Linked DNA regions of Ovis aries: all the other regions are linked to region 3. Evidence: chromatin contacts called from public Hi-C data. All regions are on one chromosome and are shown on one strand. The core of a region is the stretch at or near the end of the contact, and the rest is flanking DNA. Distances in the headings are between cores, read along the strand shown.

The links. A called contact is a pair of places that touch in the nucleus more often than the background predicts.
Region 1: a contact with region 3 is called in a Hi-C map of tail adipose tissue, with 2.8 times the contacts expected there. The contact joins two enhancer-like sites. A contact is called at or near these places in 4 of 16 Hi-C or Micro-C datasets (hypothalamus, liver, skin fibroblasts and 1 more).
Region 2: a contact with region 3 is called in a Hi-C map of tail adipose tissue, with 4 times the contacts expected there. The contact joins the promoter of RBMS1 here to the enhancer-like site in region 3. A contact is called at or near these places in 3 of 16 Hi-C or Micro-C datasets (skin fibroblasts and tail adipose tissue).

The regions. Positions count from the first base shown.
Region 1 is chr2:149,422,669-149,426,533 of ARS-UI_Ramb_v3.0, reverse strand. The region is part of intron 2 of RBMS1 (RNA binding motif single stranded interacting protein 1); the gene reads right to left. Among named protein-coding and RNA genes, the nearest start is that of ITGB6, 130 kb to the left of the region's middle. Within about 2 kb of position 1,278, at least 4 of the 54 cell types and tissues checked have an H3K27ac peak or open chromatin away from gene starts, as enhancers often do. A contact at or near this core is called in tail adipose tissue, where this site is marked.
Region 2 is chr2:149,255,615-149,259,183 of ARS-UI_Ramb_v3.0, reverse strand. It overlaps RBMS1 (RNA binding motif single stranded interacting protein 1), which reads right to left and starts at 1,988. Exons shown (of 14, transcript XM_060409830.1): 1 at 1,509-1,988. The coding sequence starts at 1,583. LOC132659208 (a long non-coding RNA gene) reads left to right here and starts at 1,783. Exons shown (of 3, transcript XR_009599330.1): 1 at 1,783-1,991; 2 at 2,900-3,093.
Region 3 is chr2:149,324,093-149,328,117 of ARS-UI_Ramb_v3.0, reverse strand. All of the region lies in intron 1 of RBMS1 (RNA binding motif single stranded interacting protein 1), which reads right to left. Among named protein-coding and RNA genes, the nearest start is that of RBMS1, 69 kb to the right of the region's middle. Within about 2 kb of position 2,692, at least 13 of the 54 cell types and tissues checked have an H3K27ac peak or open chromatin away from gene starts, as enhancers often do. A contact at or near this core is called in tail adipose tissue, where this site is marked.

The sequences.
Region 1 (3,865 bases), core at 29-2,528, 100 kb before region 3:
GAGGCCCAAGACAACAAATGTATCAGTCAGGAGGAGGTATGACTGGCTTTAAAGCTTCAACAGAGTAACCACATGTATCTGTTTGGTGGGAATGGATTTATGAATGAGAGTCAAAACTTCCTTATGACTATGGACTTGTGGGAAAAAAGGGAAAAAAATTCACACACATATACGCACACACAGGTGATACTATATATACAGTTCCCTAATTTGCTTTTTTTTTTTTTTTTTAATGCTTCTTTATCTTTTCAAAGACTTCCCAGGAAAGGGGATTTCCTACAATTTGCTTTAGCTCTTCTAAAAATGGCTGAATAGGAGAAGGAAAAGAAAGTATAAATTATATGCATTCTGCTAACAGCAAAGTTTGCTGGACAATGAGACCTAAAATAGAAAAAAGCAGAAGGAGCTGTTTATCCATGTTATCTTGAATCCTCACTATTTTGAATAGCTCAACTTGTTCTCTTTTCTTTACTTAGTATAAGTGGTAAGCATTTGAAGATAAGGTATATGTGAAATTTTAAAATTAGGCAATCAGTATCAGACAGGTATTTTAAAACTTTCAGCTTTTAGGCCTTGAAGATTTTCGCTGTCTGTATAAGACATCTAAGACACAACGACGAAAGGTATAGAAAGATATTCCGTTTGTAATTCCCGTCACTTTGGCTTGATTCCTTAATGTTCGGTCACCGTGCCTTTCACTTGTGCTGTACAGCTGGGTGTGCTTCGTGAGTACATGATTCTGTGATGGGACAGAAGAGGAAGGCGCATCTGATGTGGCTGGAATGGCAGCCGGGACTTGAAGGTGGACAATATTTGGCAGGCAAAGTTGCTGCAGTCCTAAAGGTCAAAGGCAAACCTGGTCCTGAAGCTGAAAGGAACACGTGAAAGACAAGTACAGTCCAGAAGGAGGTCGGACTAAGAAATCAAGCCACACATATTTACAGCATGTCTCCAGTAGGCCCTTCACCATCCAAGGCCTATGAAAAATATGTAAGATGCCATTCCTGCCATCAAGGGGAACAGTTTTGGGGAGAGGGAATATAGGGATTTTTTAATATTAAAAAAGTAGCTAAGAATGTTGTGATCTTGTATGATGAAAGCTAAATAAAGGAGCATAAACAGGATGAAGGTCAAGTTCAGCAAAAAAAGACTTTGGGGAAAAGAAATTCAGGTAGGCCATGGAAGATAATAAACAGAGGACTCTGTCTAATGCAAGCTGTGTGAGGAGTAAGGCAAGCCAAGTCTGAAAAGGCCCGACAGGGCCTTGGGTTCTAGGAAAAGGAGTCAGGGAACAGAATGTGGCTGGAGGTTTTGCAACTGTGGAATGATATGATGAAAGCAGGATTTGGGTTAAGATTAATAAAAACCTTACAGCTAGAATTAGCAGAGAGAAATGTTACATTTTTGTTTCAGTATTACTCTTTTTTTGGGGGGGGCGCTCTTTGTACTCAGGCAATAACATTCAAGTTCAAGAAGTTATCATGGAGGGCTCAGGAGAGCTAGGAGATGAATGGGAAGGTTCTAAAGGACAGGAAAGCTTTAAGACAGAGGACTTGCTTTAACTAGCCTTAAATGCTTTGACTTAATATCTGAGAAAAATAGCCTGTGGTATCTGTGTCATAGAAAGCCAACGGTTTGCCTCTGTGAACAAAGAGGAGAGGGAGAAAAGGAATCACCATGGTCTTCTTTTCTGAACTATTCTGGAAAGGACAGTAAATTCCGCCTCCAGTTCCGGACCTGGAGCCTGTAGATTAATGTAGCAGAAGTAAACACCATCCTCGAGTGGTCCAGCCCTCAGCTAGACGGGCTGCTTTACCACATATGAGCTGATGGGGAATAAACTACAGAAGTTTGGGGACAAAGCAGCACATTTTTCAAGAGAAAATATATCGACATATCTAGTTTTTCATAACACTGAAATTTTAAGATGAACATATCCTTTCAGAATACTAAGAAAATTGGTAATTTATACCCAGATTTGGGATGAATATAACTTAGGACTAAATGTAGAACCACTCCTGTTACTCTGCCTTCTCAACACTGATGCTGGCACAGCTAAACTATTATAAATGCTACACAAAAGCAACAACTGATGCTGTTTATTGCATGTATGGCTCAAACTAAATAATTCATATAGAATGAATATTAAAAACCACCTCATTAGAAACGGCTAAGATGTACTTTTTGCCATATTCTGTGAAAAACTTATACCTCTCTTCTAAATAACAAGCACACCATAAAGCATTTGATTTATTACACAGATTTGCTATTAGAGCTTAGTATCCAGTCTATTACGATCTGCAGTCAAGGCAAAGTAGCTTTACACTATTTTATGTTTTTTTAAGAGCACATAGCACGCAAAGGGTCACTGACCCTATCTTATGACAATATTTTAGCCAGAAGTCACTGTACTGAAGCACTTATGCATGCAGTCACAGATGGTCAGCCCACATTAGTGTGCCCAAGTACTAATATGTCAGAGGAAAATAGTACTTGCTGAAAATGGAACCCAGAATTTTGCAAGTAAAATGTAGATAGTCTATCATAAAAATGAGTCTCAAAAAGTCTCAACACACTGATTAATGCCTAACATTTAAAACAAAGGCAATTTAATTACATAAAATCATGTTTTATTTCTGAGTCGAATTTATAATCTGACAATGATAGAGCATTTAAGAAATTTTCTTCCTCTTCCACCAAAATCTGTGATGTATTTTCTTTGCTCTGACACTCTCACCTTTATGTTGATACAGTACTTCACCAGATGAGAAGGAAGACAATGTTACATTGGGAAGCAGATGGAGCTGCCGAGAGAGAGACCTGTCTCCAAGTGCACCTGCGGCCAATAGCCAGCTCTGTGACTTGGGTGTGCATGTCTGGCCTCAGCATCCCCATTTCTGCCAACGAGGATGTGGTAACATCTCCTTCACGGCACTGTTACTAGGGGGTCAGCACAGCGCTGGCCCATGACAGATGCTTGGTAACAAATAAATGTTAACCTTTTCTTCCACCCCTCCTGGAATTATTTGGATTAAGGGCACTTTAATTCTTATCACTGGAGATCACTAAACTTCCCTCCTCACCTTCACAATGATGTGGTCCTTAAGACAGAGAATGTTGAGAAATGTAGACTCAACCATTTTTTATGGTTACTTTTCAGTTCAGATCTTTGCATAATGAAACCCTCTCAATATATATTGCTTGAATGAATAAAACATAGACACGCAATATACATATTTTCCCTTAAAGGGTTTGGTATGGGGAATTGAGGGAGACTGGCAGCCAGAGCAGGGAAATACTCCATTCTGCCTTGAACATGGCCTTGTATCTTATCCCAATTTAGCTTATAAAAACAAATGAGGGAAGCAAGGTAATTTAGGAGCTTAATATGGAATTAAAAATTGCTACTAAAAGGAAATCTACAAAGGGTTGGTGGCAGGGGAACACAAAAAACTGAGAAGAGTTTTGGTTCCTAGATTGTTTTGGAAAATCAAAACTAGAAAGCTTTTACACACAACACACACAGAGTACCAGAAGTCTGTAAAACAATGCATTAAACGTCAACACTCAAACCATAAATGACTGTTTCATTCAAAACAAGAAGAGTGTGACAGAGAGCAAAAGCAAACATGCTCTCTAAAGTAAAACAGAGAGTTATCTGAAACTATTAAAACAGAGTGTGCAAATTACCTAGAAATTTCTCTTGCTTCTGACACAAACTAAAAAAGGACAGGGTCAAATTGGACATTTCCTAGACTGAACCCTAATGTTGGCTTTGATCCAGCACACGGCACCAGCGTATTGATTTCAAAATGCCGTGAGGCCATCTTTTTTTAAAGTAATAAATCCTGACTGCCTCACAACC
Region 2 (3,569 bases), core at 739-3,238, 68 kb after region 3:
TATATGATATCTAAAAGGTAGTGCATTGATTACACCTCAAAATTTCTCTGAACAACTTATATTTACAATGTAGTTCACCAAAATACGGGTACCGCCCTCCAATCCCTGAAAACAAATACAGAGGCCACCACACAAAAATGAGTAATGGGTATCCTTACTGCTGCCATCTTGCTGCTTTCTGGCGATTATTGGGTAGGGGGTGAAAATGAGGTCCTTCAGGGCTAAGAACTTTCAGGTCTCTATGCGGAAGAGTGTCATTTCACCTACAGGGACACATGCAGAACGATGATGTAGGTACATAACATGGACCAAACACACTGTAAGAAAGAAAGGCTTATCGAAGTTCAATCAGAGATTCTCTGCACCAGGCCTGAAATGCCCTCTGCCAGCAAGCAGGGCATGATAACAACCTTCCAGAAAAAGTTCAGAGGCTGTATCAACACTTGATTCTTTTGTAATCTGGAAGGGCACCAGAAGTCCAGATAGGAGATGCTAACAGCTAACAAAATCTTTTGCATCCAACTTTCGCCCTCCCAAACTGGGAAAAAAGCTTCCAAAGCAGCGAAACCCTCACTTTTCATGGACCCAATAATTTTTTTAAATGAGTTCAGAAGGCATCAAATTATTATAGTAAAAATAAGATAGGCCCACTAACAACGTACCCAGGGTCCCTAGACAGCCAGGCGCAATTTGTATGACTACATGTCATCTGCTGTTTTACTTAAGCGTGTACCAAGGCCGCTTCTGAGAAAGCACCACTGAAAATCGATCTGTAGGTAAACATATAAGGCAGCATCTTTCAAAACTAAATACGAAGTCACTTCTTTCTCTGCATCGAAATCTGCCCATTGTCCCTCTTTTGCAGAAGCTACAGGGAAGATTAAAAGGGACATCAATGAACGCTGAGTGAACTTTGGCCACTTTCCTACCCAAAACACCAGCGTAAAAGTAGAAATCAGTAACCAGGTAAAGTGCCACAGCGCACAAAGATCAAGGCGAGGGGCGGGCGCGCAGGGCCGGAGGCGGGGAGGGAAAAGTCCCGTCCCCCCCTGGAGCCCCAGTCATCGCGCGCGCGGGAGACTGAGGGGCGTCCCCGGGGGGCGGGAGGTTCGGCGCCACTCCGAGGGAAGCCGAGAGTTGCCGCTCGCCCGGCGAGGCCCAGGAGAAGGGGTCGAAGATCTGCGCCGCCGGCGGGACCCGCGGCCGCGCAGCCAACGCTCGGCGAGGGGCGCCGCTCGGCCCGCGACCCTCCCCGCCTCCCGGGCCAGGAAGGGGCCGGCGGCTCTTTCCTGTCTAGTCTTCCCCCCCGAGGCTTTCTGTAACCCGATCCCCGCACTCAGTTCCGCGGGCAGCAGCCGCCCAGCGCGCCGCCCGGCTGCGCCCAGGCCAGCGCTATAGTTAGCAACCTTCCATCAACTCCGCCGGGGGCGGCGGGAGCTCGGCGCTCGCCCCTCCCGGGCCCGAGCAGCGCGCGCCCCGGGCGCCCCCCATCCCCGGCGCCCCTTTACCTTCGCTTGAAGATACTGGGGGTAGTAGTAGGTGGCGTACTGAGGGTACATCTGCTGTTTCCACACTTTGCCCATGAAGCTGGAAGGGAGCCTGCCGTGCAGGGTCGCGGGCACTTTGGGGTTTCCAAGTCTCGATCTCTCCTGCCTCTCCCTTTCCGGCGGCGGCGGCGGCGGCGGCGGCCGCTGCTCCACCTCCCAGCCCGGACCAGACGTCCTCCTCCTCCTTCTCCTCCTCCTCCTCCTCCTTCTCCTCCCAGACAGAGAGAAAGACACTGCAGAGCGCAGAGGGCACCCCGGACAGGGCGCTCCCAAGGAGTTGCCTCCCGGAGCCCGACTGCTCCGGGGCTGCCAAGGGCTGGCGCGCTGGCCGCGCTCCGCTCCGGCGAGCAGGCTGAGCGGGGCCGGGAGGTGATCAATACAAGTGGAAAGTGCTGCGGCGGCGGCGGCAGCGGCGGCAGCGCTCGGTGCCAGGCGGCATCTGGGGTGGGTGCGCCCGATTGGGAGAGGGGAGAGGGGCTGGCGTGCCGAGGCCGTGGGGGAAGGGCGGCGGGGGCGGGGCTTGGGCGCCGCGGATCCGGGACCCGCTGGAGGTGAGGGCTGAGTTTTAACCACTCCTCACCTCCCGGGCTCCGCGTAGGACGGACCGAAACCTTGGGAGCCCGGATCGCTTTGTGTTGGGGGTGGAGTGTGGGGGTAGACTGCAGGGACCCAGCTTAAGAACTGCGGAGTGGACACCTTGTTTGATTTCATGAGTTTTATCTCCTTTAGGAGGAGGGGAGGAAAGGGAAGAAAGAGGAAGAAATCTGATTAATCTCTCACTTACCCCCACCCAATGATTTTTTTTTTTCCCCCACAAGAGAAGAAAAATGATTTAGTGCCCAACCACAAAGCTGCAGTGGGGACACCTGGGTTCGGTTCCCCCCATCCCCCCTCCCCAGGCCTAATTTTCTAGTTGACCTTGGGAGGGTTAGTGTCCTTCGATTTGGTTTTCCCAGATGTGAGAGGTGAAACCCTGCCCTCTGCACTGGAGGAGGCAAAACGCGGGGGCGGGGGGAGGGGGGCTTCGCGTGCGCGCGTACACACACACACACACACACACACACACACACACACTCACACCAAATATACGGATCCTTCTAAGGGGGAGATGTCGCAAAGAGGCAGAATGTTATCATTAGAGGACACAATATAGACATCAGCTTTTCTCTGCCTGTTTCTAATGCTGCCAGACAGTCTGTCAACTCCCACTCAGGAGCAAGGAAACTCCCTGAGTTTGGAATATTTTAAGGCCATTTTGAAAGTCACGCTGGCATATTGTTGCAGTGTGCTTCGGTGACATATTAAAATCAATCTCTCCTTTTCTGCCTCTCTCCATCTCCTGATTGTCACAGCTCCAGACAGCCCCAGACAGCCGTGGTTCAGTTCACTACGTAACTGGATATAATTTAATGGAGTTAATTGGTCCCTGAAGCTGCCTGTAGAAGACTTTTCATATTCTAGCTCAACAAGAGATAATACCAAAATGCACAAATAGGATAAGTAAGAAAGCACCTTCAAGTTGAAGTTGTTGCACATCTAATAAAGGGTAATGAAAAATTAATATGTTAGTAAATAGACCTTGATTACTGTTTTGTCATTTTGGATTTCCAAGAGTCTGTTTTCATAATAGCCCAAAGGTAAATCAAGCTGAAATGAAATGCTTGATTTTGTCAAACAATTACATTTTTGTCTGATTACATTTCAAACGGTTTAGTAAGATACTTTAAAACAATGCAAAGGTGAAGTAAAGCCTTTATTATCTTTATATGATTTAGACAAATTTCTAGGTTAAACATTTTGAGAAAAACAATATAAGTTCATATGAGAATATTTTGGATATGCCAGGAGGCAATCACACTCTCATAAAAAATAATAACAGTTAACCCATGTGAAACCCTATAGGGAAACTAGCATTTACTGAGCTTCTGCTATATGGTGGATCCTGTTGCGGTTAATAACAGTCTGAAGAGTGGGGTAGTTCATTGTCTAGCTAGGGGTTAAAAATAGTTCTTTATACTGTTT
Region 3 (4,025 bases), core at 1,443-3,942:
ACAGACTGTAGCCCTCCAGGCTCCTCTGTCCATGACATTCTCCAGGCAAAAATCCTGGAGTGGGTTGCCATTTCCTACTCCAGGGGATCTTCCTGACACAACTATCATACCCATGTCTCCTGTGCCTCCTGCATTGCAGGCAGATTATATCTTACTAGCTCCTTAAAAATTTGATTGAAAGTGAAGATAAAGTAATACCCTAACTAACAATATTCCTCATCTATTCATTAGACCAATATTTAGAGGGAGTTTACTGTAGTCAAACCTTTGGGAGCTGTGCACAGAGAGGGAAGCCATGGGGCAGTTGAGGGGCCATGACTAAGCTGAAGCTGGGAGGAAACAGAAACAATGAGACAGAGGAGTCATCGCTTCTAACAGTGACTCACAGGGCAAGGATTTCCAACAACATTGAGACTCAGAGGGATGGAGGAATGAGCTTCCAGGAGACAGCAAGAAGCAAAGAGGCCAGACACTGAAAGCTAAACAATGAGCAACTGGGGGACAGAAATGAAGGGCACTCAAGAAGGAAAACTTAAAACTCCTGTTCTTCGATTGGTGCCTTGAACTGAAACCAGTCTTCCAGTTGGTTTAACAAGGCCCACAGCCACTATGAAGTGAAGTGAAGTGCAGTTGCTCGGTCGTGTCCGACTCTTGGCAACCCCACGAACTGTAGCCTACCAGGCTCCTCAGTCCATGGAATTTTCCAGGAAAGAATACTGGAGTGGGTTGCCATTTCCTTCTCCAGGGGATCTTCCCAACCCAGGGATCGAACCCTGATCGCATTGTAGGCAGACACTTCACCATCTGAGCCACCAGGGAAGCCCAACAGCCACTATGGTCCCTGCCAATCCCAAGGCCTGGTAAGGCAGTCTTCCTGGGTTCCCTTGAGGTCTGGTCTCATAAGAGAGACTCATGATTCCCATTCATACGTTCTTAGAACAACCCCACCCCCATTAATTAGCACAATCAGTAGAGGGTCTCTATTACTTGTGATCAAAAGCATCTTGCTAAACAATACTAACACAGTTACATAAGAAACTGCTTCTTGAAAGTTAGAACTTAGCAACAGCAAGTCATTTCAAGAGGGAAATAATTTGATGTCGGGCAGTACCACCTGCTTATTAAGTTACTAAATTATCTCCATTTCTTTCAAATCTTTATTATTAACAAAATTGCCCTAATTGCACCTACATGATCAGCTGGTATCTTATCATCCCAATTAAAGTGTTGCTACTTTCTGTATATGAGAAAACCAAGGTTCTTACTTACAATCTGAGCTGTCTCAAATTCTTTAAAAGGAATGGCAAGATATAGGTTTATCTCCCCACAAAAACAACAAAAACCAAAAACACACACACAATTTAGACAATCCTCCATGAAATTCCAAATATATAATTAATGCTTATGTATTTCAATGTCTCTAAAATGACCATTTAATATACCATTTAATATATGAGATGATGTTATTTGTTTCGAATTCTTCTAAAAAGTTTCCATATGCTAGATTGTCTAAATAAGTTTTAGAGATTCTATTTTGGGTTTAAGTGTATATCTTCTAAATCAAAGGAAGCACTTTTTTTTTTTTGCTATTAGAAGCCAATAGATTTTTGATAAGATGGTCTTAAGGGTTGTATTATATTTTAGGAATGAGCACTTCCGGTCTAGATTTGCCCTGCTGCCTCATTCCTGGTGACTTTTAAACCATGTGGGGTCACAGTGGCCTCTCTTTAATTAGTATCTCACTGGAGGGAGTGGAGCATGTCAAAAAGAAAAGAATGCATGAAGACATTATAAACAAACGTCTTCAAGGCAACTTGGGAAATTTCGTCTAGGAGTGAAGAAAGCCTAGCTCCCTCCTTTGTTACCAAAGTAAGCAGGAAATGGTTTTGATTTCTACAAATTGAGAAGGCTGGAATTTTTATATATGTTTGTTAATTCTGGCTTAACATGTCAGACTTTCTCTTTGTTTCAGTTTGATGGTTTGATTGAAAACCATGCAATCACTATTCAGACATCAGAAGAGTGATATATAAACAAAATAACTGATTCAGTAAAAACTTTTCGATCTAAAGCATGATTCCATTAACAATGTCCAAATTATACTGATACACATTTGTTTCTTTAAAATAAATAAGTACAATATTTAGGACAGTAAAAGTTAGTAATATCTATCTAAAAGATATTTTTAAAATAGATATTAAATGGCTAAAACTGTACTTCTCATATCTCTATGTGTAATCAACTAACCTTATGAGGCCAGGAACAAAAACTCTATTTAAATTAGGTTCATTATAGTAAATGAGTGAATGAATTAAAAAAATCAAAAACAAACTTGCCTGAAACTAAGAATGACAATTTAAAAAATCTGAAAAGCTTAAATATATATAAACATATACAAACATATATGTCTATATCTATCTATCTAAAGATACAGATTCCATACAAATATAATTTCAGAAGGGAATTATATTTTCAAAATACCAAAGAGTAAAATTCTTGCAAATGAAAATGGTTTTGTATATAAGCAATGCTTTTAGATGATTAAATCCTCAGTTCAAAGCACTGGCACTGATTAACGGTTTCTGTTGGGTACTATTTACAAGAAATCACCTCAGCAGGGTGCCCATGTCCAGTTTCATAATCACATAGTACACCCGCCCCACAGGATTACGTTCCGGGCAAGTTTGAATGTTAAGTTGAATTTCATTCTCTTCAGGAAGTGACTTTTACTCAAGATTGAATACAGCTGTTAGTACAGACCACTGTTCCAAAAACACTTCTATGAGAACTGGAAGAAAACACCATTTTAAGAATTGCAAATTCACTTTCATTATTCCAGATCCGTGCAATTACACAGGAGGGGCCTCTTTGGTCCCTGATAGTTGAATTACATTTTTATATATATTCAAAAGAAAACATACTGGATGGTTAAAAGATGGCTATAAGACTTTCCCAGTACTTTTGTAGCCTATATATTTTTCATAAACGAAGGATCAGTTTGTAACAGATTTAGTGCTGGTTTTTTGTTTCAAAAATCAATGTTATCCTAACACTTGATTTTTTTCTTAAATTCCACTGTCTCACACAACTTGGTTTTCTCTTTATATTCACAGAAATGAAGTCTGGCAAATCAAGTGGGGCCTCAACAGAGGAAATGCTGCCAGCTAAAAACACCGGATGTAATCGAGACCACAAGAGACGCATACTTGGTTATACACGTCGAACTGAAAAGAGGTATTGGAAAGAAAAACTCAATTTTCATTGGATGATTTAATTAATTTCGTGAAATCTTAACTAGTTCATAGTTTACTCCCAAACAAAAAATATCCTGACATTATTTGGATAATCCTAGGTTCTACTTTCTGGAAATTTTAAAAAGAAAAAAGGAAAAAAAAAATCTCTGAATTTCCATCTATCAACCCTGGTCATCCTGCTATCTCTGTGGGAAGGAGAAGAGAGGGATGAGGACCTCAGCCTACCAGAAAAGACAATGCAGGATAAGTAACTTGGATCAGCTTCAGTAAATAGTTGAAAAAACAGCATTTGTAAGAATGTTTTTTTCTGACAGCATTACAGAAAATGTCCTTTCTTAAAGAATTAGAATAGATCTGCCTGTAAATGAACAGACAACAGGACTAAGTTAACTCTATTTGGTGGTGGGGTGGAGACAGGAAAGCTTCCTTTACAAATTCTATTGTCCCTGTTTTTCTATTCCCACCCTTTGACGTGGTGCTTCCTTTTGCACAATGATGGTGATGGCTATGATGAATATTGTTCTCCACTGGCTAAGAAAATCTGAACTCGAACTTTTTTGAGAGGGAAGCAGAAGGTTTGGGTACCTCTATTTTTATTTTTTATTTTTTATTTGGCAATTAGTGTTTCCCAAGTTTCACATTTCAGTAATTACCTATTGCTCTCTTTCTAAATACTTTTGCAGTCAAATACATTTATCTGCTCCAAAAATAATTCTTCAGACAAAAACTAAAAATTCAGTTTATTTTTCAGTGAAGGAGCAATCTATTTTA